Regions from separate parts of the Mus musculus genome. Here region 2 is linked to region 1. Evidence: chromatin contacts called from public ChIA-PET data. All regions are on one chromosome and are shown on one strand. Each heading gives the region's core, a stretch centred on a gene start, on an enhancer-like site or on the middle of the called end of the contact. The rest is flanking DNA. Distances are from core to core; before and after follow the strand shown. Region 1 holds the start of Sh2d1a (SH2 domain containing 1A). Region 2 has its middle 30 kb from the start of B230118I11Rik.

The links. ChIA-PET counts read pairs in DNA pulled down with a chosen protein or histone mark.
Region 2: an RNA polymerase II ChIA-PET map of memory CD8 T cells shows a contact between it and region 1, with 160 read pairs. The contact joins the enhancer-like site here to the promoter of Sh2d1a in region 1. A contact is called at or near these places in 4 of 39 promoter capture datasets (the HPC-7 cell line and embryonic stem cells), 4 of 15 datasets of contacts at CTCF or cohesin (CD8 T cells, embryonic stem cells, stem cell-derived epiblast-like cells and 1 more), 51 of 484 Hi-C or Micro-C datasets (CD4 T cells, CD8 T cells, CD8 central memory T cells and 18 more), 14 of 115 datasets of contacts at active chromatin or transcription factors (CD8 T cells, the SCID.adh cell line, T-cell acute lymphoblastic leukemia and 8 more) and 2 of 9 other capture datasets (adipose tissue and liver).

The regions. Positions count from the first base shown.
Region 1 is chrX:42,501,261-42,504,137 of GRCm38.p6, forward strand. Sh2d1a (SH2 domain containing 1A) reads left to right here and starts at 1,305. Exons shown (of 4, transcript NM_011364.4): 1 at 1,305-1,599. The coding sequence starts at 1,463.
Region 2 is chrX:42,406,953-42,409,767 of GRCm38.p6, forward strand. No RefSeq gene overlaps it. Among named protein-coding and RNA genes, the nearest start is that of B230118I11Rik, 30 kb to the left of the region's middle. Within about 2 kb of position 1,304, at least 7 of the 459 cell types and tissues checked have an H3K27ac peak or open chromatin away from gene starts, as enhancers often do. A contact at or near this core is called in CD8 T cells, CD8 central memory T cells, Th1 cells and 3 more, where this site is marked.

The DNA.
Region 1 (2,877 bases), core at 55-2,554:
TCTTTTCATATTTAAAATGCCATCATTATAACTGATTTCTAAATAGAGTCCTGGTTAGGCTAAACTCTGATGTTTTTAACATTGATGTAGGTAGGCATTTATGTATGAGAATAGAAGTTACAACACATTTATCAACACCTGTGCGATGATGTAAAATGGATTTTATATCCACAATGATTCTGGCCTAGCCCCATATGCCAAAGGGTATATAGAAGTTCACACAGGACACCAATGGACAGACCAAACTGGACAGAAAAAGCCCACAAACCAGCAGCTCTACAGGAAGAACTACAGACAGCTGAGTAAAATCGGAAGTAGAAGAAGTGGTCACCCGTGGGAAGAGCACACTAATTGGTCGTCTACTACCAAATGGCTATCCCTGAAAACATACATACAAATAGCACCATACAGGCACAACTGGATGTGTTTAGGAATTACACGTATATACATATATGCATGCAATAATACAATAATACAATAGCAATGTTGTTGAAGAGCAGGGAGGGATTCATGGGAGGGTTTCAAGGGTGAAAAGGGAAGGGAGAAATGCTGTGATTATATTGTGATTTTAATAATAATAAAAACAAAGAAGTACCAACAAAAGAATTTAGTCTTCTTAAGCTCCTTAGCTAGATCCATCTACACTTTTTTTTTTTTAATATGATGACAATTTTTTTCATAGTTTTGGATTTTGGACAAAACATTAAGGTAAAAATACTTGTTTTGGCCTAAGTGTATTCAAGGATTTGGCATATGGCTTCGGGATAGAAGACCTCATCTGCGAGGCCCCGAATTCCATCATCAGCATTGAAGAAAAGAAAGCTGTTTCAGGACCATCTAGTCCCAAAGTCTGTAGTTCAGTAGCCCTTGGTGATGCTGTGGAAGCCTTGCAGCCATGTTCTGCTGTGGTTTTGTAGCTTGACTGCTTTTATGCTTTTATTTTGTCAGTCTGCTTCTGCCCCTCATGATGAACACGTCCCATTCACTTCTATCACCAATTCTTTTGTTCACTCGTTAAGACAAGTCATTGTCAATGGCTTCGAAGTTTGCAGGAACTACACAAGAACAAAGGCACTAGCAAGTTTCTCATCTTTGTGCAAGCTCTGTTTGCGTTGCTGGCACAGCTCAAATACTGCAAGTGTTCACCTTTTCAGCGTGCCCCCTCCCCCACCACAAACCTTTGTTGGAGAATAGATGATCAAACCCATGACAAGTTTGAAGCTGTTAAACTGCTGAGCTGGCCTGAATTGAAGTGTGAGAAGAGGTTTTAAGGCAGGTAGACAACATCCTGTTGTTAGGGTGTTTCTCTCTCTCTCTCTCTCTCTCTCTCTCTCTCTCTCTCTCTCTCTCTCTCTCTCTCTCTCTCTCAATACTGCCCAGTAAGCCACTGCAGCGGCAACAGCAGCAGCAAAGTTTCCTTTTTACCATCCTTCTTCTGGGCCCATCAAAGAGTTTGCTAGGCATGGATGCAGTGACTGTGTACCACGGCAAAATCAGCAGGGAGACCGGGGAGAAGCTCTTACTCGCTACCGGGCTGGATGGAAGCTATCTGCTGCGAGACAGCGAGAGTGTCCCTGGCGTGTACTGCCTGTGTGTTTTGTGAGTATATCTCGTGGTAGTGGCAGGTTGTTAGCATGGGTAGCCTGCCCTTTCAGGGGAGGGCTGGGAGGAGTGGCAGGGGATGACAGCTTTTGGCAGAGGTACCTAGGGAATACAGGCAGCAGGAACTGAGTACTCTTCCAGCTCTGACGTATGGTCCCAGGGCTCAGCCCAGGGATGTGGTGGGCAGTACTTGTACGTACGTCCCTCACTGCGGATTTTATCAACTGCATTTCACCAGTGCGTTTGTGGCAGCTTCACTGAATACCCTTCAGAATGGGAAAACATGGCCTAGAACTTACCTTTACTTTGAGAAAGACCCATACTCTGGACTTCGGCTCTGATTCCAAGTAGACACCATGATGGTGGAGCCCCGGGAAGTTGGACTATTTGTATTCTGGGCCATGAAGTAAGGCAAAGGAAGGTCTTTCTCTATCATTCTCTACAAATGTGACTGAAAATGGTACCCTAAAAGAAAAGCATCTAGCAAATGCTTGAAGAAGTGGTTAGCCAGGAAATGGAATCCATTGCTTTCAGAATGCAGCCCAGGGAAGGCAGAGGTAGACAGATGTGTGTGAGTTTCAGGTGACTAGCCTGGTTTTACATGGGCCGGTTCCATGCCAGCTAGGGCTACATAGTATAAGATCCTATTAAAAAACAGTAGCCAACAACACTAAAGCAGTACAGTGCTGAAGAGGATGTGTATGCAAGAGTAGGGGCACCTTTCTGGTGCTGCTGAATTGCCTTGTTTTATAAGAGGCATAATGAGTTTTAAAACGTGCTGTGTCCCGTAAATGATAGGAGTGAGAATAGTTTTAAAGAACAGAGAGAGGGAGAAAACATCATTGTAATTATCCCACTTTGAGCTTTGCCTAGACTGGTCTCAGCCTCTTACTCCATTTTGAACCAGGTGCAGCTGCATCTTGGCTCTGTACAACCTCCCTGAGCAAATCCTACTGTAGTCAGACTCAAAAGGTTGTTATCTCACAACACCAATCTCTTAGCCATTGATTTTAAATGGGATTCATATTCTAAGGGTCAATGAAGATTAAATACCTCCATGTACAAAAAAAAAAAAGACAAATGAACACTGGGCTTGACGCTCAGCAAATGGAAGTCTGGTTTATTATTAGTCTCTTTTTGGACAAATTATTCCGGTACTCCTTGAGGCAGTCTACAGAAGGACCCAGTTCAAGCACTACTGTAAGCAGGATATATATATATATATATATACATATATATATATATATATACACACACATATACACACACATAATA
Region 2 (2,815 bases), core at 54-2,553, 94 kb before region 1:
CTTTCCATGTATTTCATCGGTAATGATGCAATTTTCTGTCAGTTACTACTCTGAATATTGCCCCTTAGCCATGCTAGCTACCCATCAAGCCGCAGCGAAAGAGAATTATTGTTGTGACCCTTCTTAATCAGCTTTTGGCCACATTGTTTCCCTGTATTTGACTATATGTAAAAATAAGCATAGCTAACAGATGAAAAGAACTCATCTTTGTGTTAGTTTTTGTTGTTTCAAAACAAAGTTTCTGCATAGCCCTGGCTGTCTTGGAACTTACTCTGTAGACCAGGCTGCCCTCAAACTTGGAGAATGGCCAGCTTCCGCCTCCTCAGTGCTGTGAATAAAGGTGTATATGTGTGTGCAGCGTCCACCTCGGGCTTACATTTGTTATTTTTAACATTGCTTGACCCAATATTTGATCTGTTGTCTTACAGTGTAGGAAAGGATCCAGCTTATCATGATAGGGAAGGCATGTCGCAGGATTGCAAGGCAGTTGATAACAGTGTCTCCAGTCAGGAAGCACAGATGAATGCTGGTGCATAGCTCATTTGTTTATTTCTATTTTAGACTGTGGTCCTAGCCCACATATAGGATAGGTATTCCAACCTCAATCAACTTCTTGGAGAAACCCCTTTCACAGACATGCTCAGAAGCTTGTCTTCTATGTGATTATAGATCCTGTCAAAGCGACACTGTTAACCATCAAAATGCTGCACTTGACACTTCCATAATAAACACGTGTGTATCTGGTCCTTGGAGGATGGAAGGATGCAGACAGCACAGTTTAATGTTGTCCCAAAGGTCAAGGTACCTGAGTATATTATTCCATTTAAGATTTGAAGGCAAAGGCAGTAACACTTGGATATGAATCTTAACTACCACTTTGTACATGTATAATCTTCAACAAGTTAAGTTTTTCGTCTTGACCTTGGTTTCCTCAATGTATAATAATGATAATATTATATCTGCTTCATAGACTTCTTGTGATCATTAAACAGGTTAATAATCAGGAAACTGCTTTCTGTCCAGAGAGAACATTAGAAATATCAGTAATTATTACTAATTGTACCTTAGGGGTGCCATTTTCTATATGAAATTTCTTGTTTATCATTTATTTTTCTCAGAAATAAGCCTATCACTTTCTCAAGTATGCCTTAAAGCATGGAATTAGAAATACTGTTTTTAGACACATGCCAGTATGAAGATTACCCACTGATTCCAGTTTCTTGCATTTCACTTCTAAGCAGCCCAGAAATGGGACTTCCCCAGGTTGAAGGCAGAGAGGGAGCTTTTCAAAAGCTCTTGCACTTGTATGTTGCCTATGATTAACCCAGTCACTTGATTCCACAACTCATGCCTTACTGTTAATCTGCAGTCATTTAACTTAGTTCAGTGGTCTCTGAAGTGCAGGGTAGATGGGATCCCAGAAAGATGCAAGATTAACTATTTGGCTGTGAAGAAAATGTTAAAATTTACACTCGCTTTTTACCCACTTTGTGGCTGACACTGCCCACACATCTCTCCGTGTTGGACACAGCACATTTGTCTGCCTGGACCTTGATGAAAGAGTGGGTGTTTCATAATGGGAAGTGCTGTTTGTCGAAGGCCTCACTTGTTGGAACATGCAATGATTTATCGTACAGAGAGATTTTTGGCTTAGGTAGCTTGTATAATCTTAGTTATCAAATCTAAGTTTGCAAGGAAATGACCTGCAGAATTCATTCAACTGCGTCACTCATCTGTGACACCCTAGAGGGCTCACTAATTATCACGAGGGAAGCATTTAAAAACTTGGTGCACTTAGAAATGAGGCATACTCTAGTCTTTTAAATAAAGACAAATATTTCAAAATTGCTGACCTTCTCTTGCTAATTAGTTCACAATAGTATGTATCTTAGTTAGGGTTTTACTGCTGTGAAGAGACACCACAACCAAGGCAACTCTTATAAGGATAACGTTTAATTGGGTTGACTTACAGGTTCAGAGGTTCAGTCCATTATCAAGGTGGGAGCATGGCAGTATCCAGGCAGGCATGGTGCAGGAGGAGCTGAGAGTTCTGCATCTTCATCTGAAGGCTGCTAACAAGAACACTCATTTTCAGGCAGCTAGGATGAGAGTATTAAACCCCACACCCACAGTGACACACCTACTCCAACAAAGCAACACCTTCTGATAGTGGCACTTCCTGGCCCAAGTATATACAAACTATCACAGTATGATACCCAGAAGACATTTGAAAGGAAAACCTGACCTATTCCTTCAAGATGGTTTTAGTAATCAGTGACAAATAACTAGGTCAATTACTTAGGAGGCTGAGGCAGGAGGATTGTGGGTTCAGGGCTTGTTTGGGCTACAGAAATAGGCCCTATATCAGTACATAAATGCATAAAAATGTAAAATGCTTTGTAGTATATGCCTTTTAATCTGTTATGTGGCTTATTGCTTTGTCACCTACAACATCTGGAGTTTGCATAATGTTAAAATTTGACAGAAATAGTTCCAAATTCATTAACTGGTTTTCTATGTGAAGGATTGTGGTAAATTTGGAGCTCATTTGTTAAAAATAAGAGGCTATTTGGTTTAGTTTATAAGCATAGCTTGTTGGTGAATTTTTCTTCTTGGTGACAAGGCACACTCAGTACTTTTGAGTAATTGGAGGTGAAACTGAAGAATGTGTTATTATACTGTATTAAGTATGGATAAGTATGTATTATCTTTAAAAATGTAAAATATAATTATGTCACTTCTGCTTTCCTTTCTCTCCCTCTGTCTTCTCCCATGTTACCCCACTTACTATCAAATTCACTACCTCTTTTTATTA